Regions from separate parts of the Hordeum vulgare genome. Here region 2 is linked to region 1. The links are chromatin contacts, called in public Hi-C maps. All regions are on one chromosome and are shown on one strand. The core of a region is the stretch at or near the end of the contact, and the rest is flanking DNA. Distances in the headings are between cores, read along the strand shown.

What was found. Hi-C and Micro-C count contacts between places; a contact is called where the count stands out from the background.
Region 2: a contact with region 1 is called in a Hi-C map of seedling, with 4 times the contacts expected there. The contact joins two enhancer-like sites. A contact is called at or near these places in 2 of 6 Hi-C or Micro-C datasets (leaf and seedling).

What each region holds. Positions count from the first base shown.
Region 1 is chr4H:76,001,186-76,005,514 of MorexV3_pseudomolecules_assembly, reverse strand. No RefSeq gene overlaps it. Among protein-coding and RNA genes, the nearest start is that of LOC123447932, 82 kb to the left of the region's middle. Within about 2 kb of position 1,469, at least 3 of the 3 cell types and tissues checked have open chromatin away from gene starts, as enhancers often do. A contact at or near this core is called in leaf and seedling, where this site is marked.
Region 2 is chr4H:76,459,924-76,464,550 of MorexV3_pseudomolecules_assembly, reverse strand. No RefSeq gene overlaps it. Among protein-coding and RNA genes, the nearest start is that of TRNAS-GCU, 8.4 kb to the left of the region's middle. Within about 2 kb of position 2,385, at least 3 of the 3 cell types and tissues checked have open chromatin away from gene starts, as enhancers often do. A contact at or near this core is called in leaf and seedling, where this site is marked.

The sequences.
Region 1 (4,329 bases), core at 220-2,719:
CAAGATGCGCAAAGGCGAGCTCGTGGGGATAGGGCGAGCTGTGCGGGAGCATGGGCAAGAACGAGCTGGCGGGGCACAAACAGGGTGATGACACAGAGGCCAGCTGGCGGGGCATGGGCAATGCCCGTGCGGCCGTGTGGGCGCGGGGCGGCGAGGCGGGGCGGCGAAGCAGAGGCGATCTTACGGGGATGGAGCGAGCTGCTCACTCCCGAGGGGTTTGACAAAATGCTAACATGAACATGTACATAATATTTATGCTTTTTCATTGAACGCATTGATCGACCCAAACTTCAAAACTAACATAAAAGAACGGGCACACGATCTAAACGGATAAAAACAGATAGAACGCGTGTGAATCGGTTGGGGTTGCTCTCGTATGATTAAGAGCAAGTATAATAGTATAGCCAGCTGCTCGCTATAAGCTATTGTCATGTTATCTATAACCCATCTTATAGCCAACATGCACAATAGTTCATTGTAAAAGTGTACTACTTTTTTATTATGTGGTCCACCTTTCATACTCACAAAATGCCTAGGAGCACGTGCTAGCGCTTACCTTCTCTCCTCTTCTCTTTCCTCTAACGAAACAAAAACATATTAGTTTATTTGTTATAGCCAGCTGACTCAACTCTATTGTACTTACTCTAATGTGGATGTTGAGATGTACGGGCATGCGTGGTCCCTGCCTGAGCTGAGGTGGTATATACAGAGCCAATGCATGTTTCGGTAGGTATAAGGCAGGCAGCGGTACAGAACCAATATATTCCTTTCATTTTTAAATATATATCTTTTTAGACATTTTAATAAAAATACATACAAAGCAAAATAAATGAATTCATATTTAAAAATATGTCTATATACATTTGTATGTAATTCAATAGTGGAATCTCTAGAAGACTTATACTTCATTTGTTTCTAAATATTTATTTTTCTGAAAATTTTATTATAAACTATATACTGATGTATACAAACATAATTTAAAATACAGATTAATTCCTTTTATTTTATATGTAATTCATAGTTGAATCTATAAAAACACAAATATTTAAAAACAGAGTGCGATAATGCGAGGTTGCATGCACGTACGGCCATTCATGTGTAGATCGCGCATGTTCGCGTGTGCGACACGTAAACTGCCGCGATGCGATGGTGCAGCACTGCAACTAGATTGACCCATGTGACGAACTGAAGACCATGCATGTGGCCAACGACGCACCCGCACAACCCAACTGTACGGTCAGCGACGTCGACCTGACCAGAGCATCATCGCGACGAGCCGCGAATATCCCACGAGCAACCGCTGTAGGGGGGCCGGGCGAGACCGCCGGGGCGAGCCGCACACGCGTGGCCGGCGACGTGGACCGGAACGCGCCTTTGGCTCATCGCAGACGGGCCTCGTGGAGTCACCGTGGCCAAAAAGGCAGCTTGAACATGACGTGGCCCACGCCACGTCACCGTGCGCCATGCACTCATCCCCGGACCGGAGGCCAACTGTCTCCCGTCGAGCGAGTCCGGGTAGTCCGCAATTCTGCACGCGGCGCTGGACTTTCCCAGTGCGGCGAGACGCCGGCGCGAGGTGCGGGTGAGCCACACATCGTTGCGTATCGTTGCCCCACGCGTCCGGTGGCGAAGCGCCCGCGCTGGTGGGCCACGGAACTCCACCGTGCGTGTACATATCCCTTGTCGCTCTTTGTACAGCATGTAGACCACTAGTTTGTTTAAGGCTTCTTCAAATACAAAACAAAGATACTTAGATAAAAGAAACAGTTTTTTATTTAACACTATCTTAAATTTTCTTTCCTTATTTAACAATGAGTAGTTTTCTCTTTCCTATATTATAATGAGTTTAAATCTCATGTCTTTTATTATATTTTGATCATTTTATGCCTAAATGTTATCTAAAAAGACTATTTTGCCCCTCATATGATATGTGTGTGTGAGACAGTAGCACACATAATATCAATGCGGGGCAGTAGCACATACAACGATAGTAACACATATGCAACAGTACATATACATGCAGTAACGCACTGTAGCACACACACACAACGCACAATGGCGGAGGATTCCGGTGGGCAAGGTGTGGCAGCCGCCCCACCTTGATTTGGTCCAGTTTCCCCTTTATACCTACATATAGGAAAAAGTTTAAAATGAACCTTGAACTCGTAGAGGCTAGCGAAATTGGACCCCCAAGTCCAAGTCCCTGAAATCAGCACTCCCAACTCTCGAATTCCGGTCTAAATTAAACTCTGGAGGCCTTCCCAAATAGGGAGCTAGGATTGCTTTTTTTCATGTTAGGCGGGCAGGGGGGGGTGAGGGAATTGGTTGGTATGTTTGGGCCAGCTGGACCGGCCCAGTGAGAGAGACCATGTACTCGGGCTTATGCACCCCTTCCAGTCGAAGGAGCCCATGACGGTAGAAGTTGAGGAGGCCTCCCCTGCTTTTTCTCTGCTTTCCCGGCGTGAATGGCGACAGGCGGGTGATCGACCGCGGCGGCGACGATCGAAACGACGATCTGCGACGAGTAACGAGAAAAGGTATGTCCTTGAAATCCTCCTCTTCTGGCCACCGTCTTGAGGCCTCTGTCCGTAGCATTAGGGTTAGGGTTTATAAGGGGAAAAGTTGTAATTTTCTATGACGGAAAAGAAGGGTTTTTGTTAGATTTGGAGTCGATTCTTCTGTTTATATGGTATTAGTATCGCAGAAGAGTGATATGGTTGTGTTTATTTTTAGTTAAACCATGGACCAGATAGAGATTCTAAATGTTAGATTTCACGTGGGAGGCGAGTTCATCCGCATTGGTCTGAAACTAGATTATGTTGGGGGTGATGAGGAGTATTCTGAAATCGAGAGGGACAAGCTATCATTGTAGGATGTAAAAGGTTACTTGAAGGATCATGTGCAGCTGAAAGAATCAATGAAGATATATTTTCTCATTCCTGCGAAAGCTTTGGCAGATGGATTTGTATTTCTGAATAATGACATGAAATGTGTTGAGATGGGTGAGTATGTATGTGTTGGAAGAGTGGCTGATGTTTATGTTGAGTACCATGGGGAGGAGGACAGTGAGGATAGTAGTAGCTGCAGTGATTTTGAGGATGAAATTATGCATATAAGTGATGATCAACCTGCTCTCATGACTGCTGAAGCTGGGTCTGAAGATGTTGTTCTAGTTCCTGATGACACAGGTGTTATTACTGAAATAATTTCTAGTGTTGTGAAGTATTCAAGAGCAAGGAGACATCAAGTGGCTACTGATATTGATGAACCTGTGTTTTCCCAACTTTGCAATCCAAGTCAAGCTTTTGTTTCTGATGCAATGCCACAAACTGTTGATGTAAGCCCAATTTATGTTTCTTCACAACAACCTTTGATGGCAGCTCCAGTTGTTGAAAGTGAATACAGTGACCCTGAATACATGCCTCATAGCGAGGACAGTGGTGAAGGTTCGGAAGTGGTAGAGCTAAGAAGGCATGCCAGGATTTTTTTTAAAAAAATTGAAAGATACTAAAAGCTAGATTGGAAGAGATCTCACTGAAGCAGTCCCAGTTAATTTGATTGCAAACATGGAGGAACAGCTGGATGGAGATGAGAAGGACTCGAACTATGATTCATCAGATGAGGACTACTGTTATAGTGAAGATTCAGATGGAAAGTCTGTGAGGAGGAAGAGCAGGTTTCCAAGATAGAAGAATGGCACAAAAATTCCAAAGTTTGTGTTGTCAATGGTCTTTAGAAGCAAGAACCAACTTGTGAAAGCACTAAGGAGATATGTGCTGGTGACAAAAAGAAGCACTGTATTCAAAAAATCAAAGTCCTTGCTACATCATTGAAACATTCAACATAATTTATGACCACTCCTTGCAACCCGTGGAGGGTGAGGAGACGTGGGCTATTTCTGCTAATCCTAGGCCACAAGCACCTGGTTATGTTAGGATGCTAGGGAGGCCCAAGAAGAATGCAAGGAAGAGGGAAGACCATGAGAAATCAGTGGGCAAGAAAATGAGCAAGCATGGCATAATTATAGTTTGTTCAATGTGTGGCACAACAGGGCACAACAAGTCTGGTTGTAGCAAGAATCCAGAGAAAGGCAAGAAGAAAAATGTCCATCTAGTGAAGACTGCCAAGAAAAGATCTAGAACAGAGGTAATATAACTATTTTCAAATGTTTTTTCATGGCTGTGAATGATTGACATTACTGCTAATGTTACCAGGACACTGCTAGCAATGTTGCTGGAGCATCTAGCTCTCATGTTCCTGGATCATCTAGCTCTCAACTTGCATCTCAAGCTCCAACACCAGCAAGGCAGTTTAAACCTCCAAGAAACA
Region 2 (4,627 bases), core at 1,136-3,635, 460 kb before region 1:
TACAGTGGCAGCGACAGCGTACAGCAAATCGAAGAACAACAAGTCGACCTCCGGCCACCTTCACCGGAATCCGCAACACAACACGTCGGCCATGGTGGTAAGAAAATTTTCCCATTCACACCTACTACTTTGCATTTGATTCGAGTTAGGGGTTTAGGGAAACAGGGTATCGACATGACTAAGGGATTGGGGAAGAGGTTCCGGATTCAGATTGAGTACAAGTGGGATGGGGATTATGGTTCATATTACACAGTATGCACGGATCTTATCCTTGGGGACCCCGAAGGCGATTGGAGCGGCGGGTGGCCTTGGCCTTCGTCTTGGTATTGTTCTTATCTGTCTCTTCTTCCTCACCGGAGTATAGCTCGATGATGAGGCTTCAGTGTCCTAGCACCAGCGCCCTTACTATCATGCCCACCGCATCTTCTTCCACCTCCATATGCATCGGTTCTTGATCCACCTCGAGCGGCACCACCACAATGTTTGTGGTCAAATACACTGTCGACCGATGGTCACGAGGACACCGATAGTGTCTGTACTTGGACCACCTTACCGTGAGTCCAGCGTCGCTGGAGTTAGCCTAATTCATGGCCCAACGAAGTATATCCACTAACATAGCACCCTTAGTTGGGTTAGGAATTAGTGTTTTCAGCTTATCAAGTGTGGCCTTCTTCACCACAACGCCTGCCTCTTTGTGCAGCTCTTTCATGCTGCTGAAGTTTGAGCACACTTTCATGGTGTTATAAAACTTGGTGCGGTCACCGAGCGAGCACCCTTGGAAGAATGCTCTTCATCCAATGCCCCAAGGGAAGGGGTTGGGGGTGCAGTTGGGGTCGGGGTTCGACTTGTTGCCGGAGTTCATGTCGATGGGTTGGGGGAAAAGTGAGAGACAGATAGGTGGAGTGGTGACCATCATGCTGGCTAAATAAAGGATTCTTGATGATAGGTTTTAATGACGATGTTGTAATATTCATATTGCAGATCCTAACCATTTGAACCTCTTCATTATGCAGATCGACACAGAGAGTATGGGGAAGGAGGTGGTGCCACCCAAGGAGCAAGACAAGGGCAAGGATGTGGTGCCACCATCGGAGGTGACGCCCGTCGAGACCCCTGGTAGGGACGACGACCAGCCGGAGGAGCCCCATAATGGCAAGCGTCAGAACTACAACCACTACCATGGTGTTGGAGGGCCAACCAACTTCTGCAAGGTGCCCATGGCTCCCCTCCTGGAGGTCATACCTATGACACCGGATTTCACGAAGCATTTCCCGTCAGTGCCACATGAGTTCAAACTAAAGACCAACACCGAGTGCTCCTGGAGGGTGACTGTGCGTCTGTTGAATGACACGGTCACCCTCGATCAGGGCTGGGCCACCTTCGCTATTGCCCATCAGATCAAGATAGGCTTCATGGTGAACTTTAAGCTGCTCACTCCCAAAAGCTGAAGGTTATCATTTTCAATGACAACGGCATTGAAGTGGTGACCAGATGCGGGAAGCAAGACGACGCCTTCGCCGTGAACCCCTAAGACAATCCCGACATGCTCCAGCTGCTTTACTTTAGTATCGGCTGCTATTTTGAACTGATCTGTTATGCGTGGCATAATATTTATATCTACTCTATGTTCTATTATGTGTGTTCTTTCCGAGGCCGATGTGTGTTGGTAACCTCATCATCGTGTCGAAGAGGTTACCAGACAACACACGGTGCATGCCATCAAACAGCAGGCTGTGTGTTTGACCGTGCACAAGCGGACAACCAAACACCATGCCCATAGTGACACCTCATGCAGCCCCAAACGTATGCACGCAATAAAACTAAATGCAGATGTTAGTTTTTTATTATTTTACCTCAACCTGACCTTCTTTACACAGGTTCTACGGAGCAACTATGCCTACCCAAGTCATCTCACGTTGTTCCTCGTGCACTATGAGTGTAGAAGATTACAAGAACCGAGTAAAAAAGTTTGTATGAGGAAGTATTAATTCCCAACATGCCCCTCATCGAAAGAGAGATGTCGCGTCAACAAATAGAGTCTGGGGCTCTGTGGTGATCGAATGCTAAATAACGAAACGAGCTATCTTCAGAGATCCATCTGTGTTTAACAAGTGTACGTCATATGGTCACGAACTCATGATACTCGGTTAATTAGTGTACGGCACATGGTCATGAACACATTTTTAAAAATTCAAGAACAATTTTGAACTTCTGCATGACTGGACTCAACAAGGGCTCATGATTCCCATCTCAAAGTACCAAAAGGCATATCCTAGCAGCCTAATCGCAAAGTACACATTCACATGGCTCCAAGCCTGCAACCACCAACCCTGCTCACGGCGCTAGAGGCGGAGGTGGTGGCGGGCCCCGCCCGCAGCACGCAGCGCCTCGTCGCCGTCGATCGTGAGGACGCACTAAAGAAAGTGGTACTTTGGTGAGCAAGATCCCCCAGCGCGTCAACGGATTCCACCGTTGCTAGTGCACTCTGATTCAGAGTCCAGTCGGCATGCCGTTTAATTTATATCCCTATGCCTGATTGCCTGTGATTATACTATGTGGTCTTGTGATCTTTATGCCAGCTTGGTTAAAGAACTCGAACGGTTCCCCGCATATCACAGGTCTTTACCTGGACTTAGCAAACATAACACGTTCACGTGTCCGTTCTGAGTTTTTATTTTTTTAATCCATGCAGTCATGAATTTTTATTTCTTTTTCATATGTCCGGTCACTAGGATGTGATTGATGAAGAATAAGAGAGAGAGAGAGAAAAAAAAGGTGGTCCACGATAGTGTTGCGTCCTACGTGGCAAACTGACAAAGTGTGTCCGGGCGCATCCGCGAGCCATCGTATCGTTCTTATATTTAAGATGGATACGATGGGTGCCGGTCAGTCCGAGTGTTTGAGACGGGTATGAGTGATCCGGTTCGATCGCGTTTTTGTAACCGATCACTCACCAAACAGCCTGTTCGGACATTTGAGATGGGTATGGGGGCTTCGGTTGTAGATGCTAACCACCAAAGCATTTGATTCCGGGCATACAAGGCTGATATGATGAGCTTACAACATCTACATTCCCAAACCTGTCCCAAACGTCCGGATGGCCCGTTTGATCATTGAGCGGTCACGAAAATCCGACTTAGACGAGTCTCAAACATCCGAGCTAGCTGATATCTTTCATATCCAACCCAAATATGGGACGAATGTCCGAGCGCGCCGCCACGTAGGACAGACGAAGGGGTCTCACGAGGAATCGCCCGGAAGTTCGATGGTGTGACGGACGCCTCCTCCGTTGTCGCGTTGTGAACGCCGCGTGGTGCCGCTCCGGCTCGTTGCCCGATGCCAAATTCGGCTATTTAAGCCGCCTGACGTCCCCGAGCGGTGGCCCATTCACCTCATCCCTCTTCGCGCCACCACCCAAGCCCGTCCGCCTCCTCTCCCGCGCTCTCTCACGCTCTCCGACATTGCCATGGTTCAATGGAAGATCGACACCTACGCGGCACTTATGCCGGAGCATCGGAGGCAGATCAAGGAGAATATCCAGGCTAGGCTCGCCGTCCGCATCGTTGTCGGGCTGCCTCCGGACTCGTCGGAGACGGAGGAGGAGGAGGAGGAGCAGCAGTCGGAGGAGGAAGAGGAGGGAGAGCAGCTACCGAAGCCGGCGGAGGTGGCAAATCCGGAGGAAGACAAGGCGTAACATTCTGCTCTGGGGTTTAACATGGCACAGGTGGAGGCGGAGTTCGCCATCGCCCAAGCCGAGGAAATGACGGAGCGGCACAACATCCTCAAGTCCATCCAGGATGAGGCCTATGTGGAGACCAACCAAATGGTTCCTCAGACAAAAGCAGGCGGAGTCCGACGCGCTCTTCGTCGACCTTGAGGCGGGCATAGAGTAGGAGGAGACCGGAGCGGAGCAGCCGGAGCTGCAGCTGCCACCCATGCATCCAGAATCGGGCACGAAGATAGTCGACATCTCTAACGAGGATAGCTAGGTGATCTATGTAGTACGTAGTTTTTTTTCGTTTGCACGCTTTTGTATGGATTTAGAAATATATATGAAGTAACCGAACACATGTGCTAATTTGAGACGTGCCCACTCAGACACGCCGTTGGCATTTGACGTGTCATATTTATCATACACGACTGTAAATGCTCTTAATGGCATAACATACAAGTACATCTCACTATTGTATAAATGGGCATAGATTAAAGGTAGGTGATGTGTCAACTTTGTATAGCCGATTATTGGTTGTATTATTAGTCCGATGATGGATGATTAAAGGGACTGTATTGTCTTGAATTTATCGTGGTTTAAGTCCTGATGTTCACATTAATTTTTGAATTTATTTCATGACTTTCAATGACGCACATTCATTGAAAGGAGACGTTTTCATCGACGACGAGACGTCTACGGTGACTTCATAAATTTCTAGATGATATGTTTTTTCGAAGGTGTTCGTAAGGATGGGCATGCGCGTATCTGTTTATAGGGATGGATATATATACGTGTATATATATAAGCTCTATATAAGTGTTTGCGTCTGTACCGTCGTAAGAAAAAGCCTGGTCAGCTGCTCTTATGAACGATCAGAGGAACACAGCATGGTCGCATTGCTTAGTGAGTAGGCTC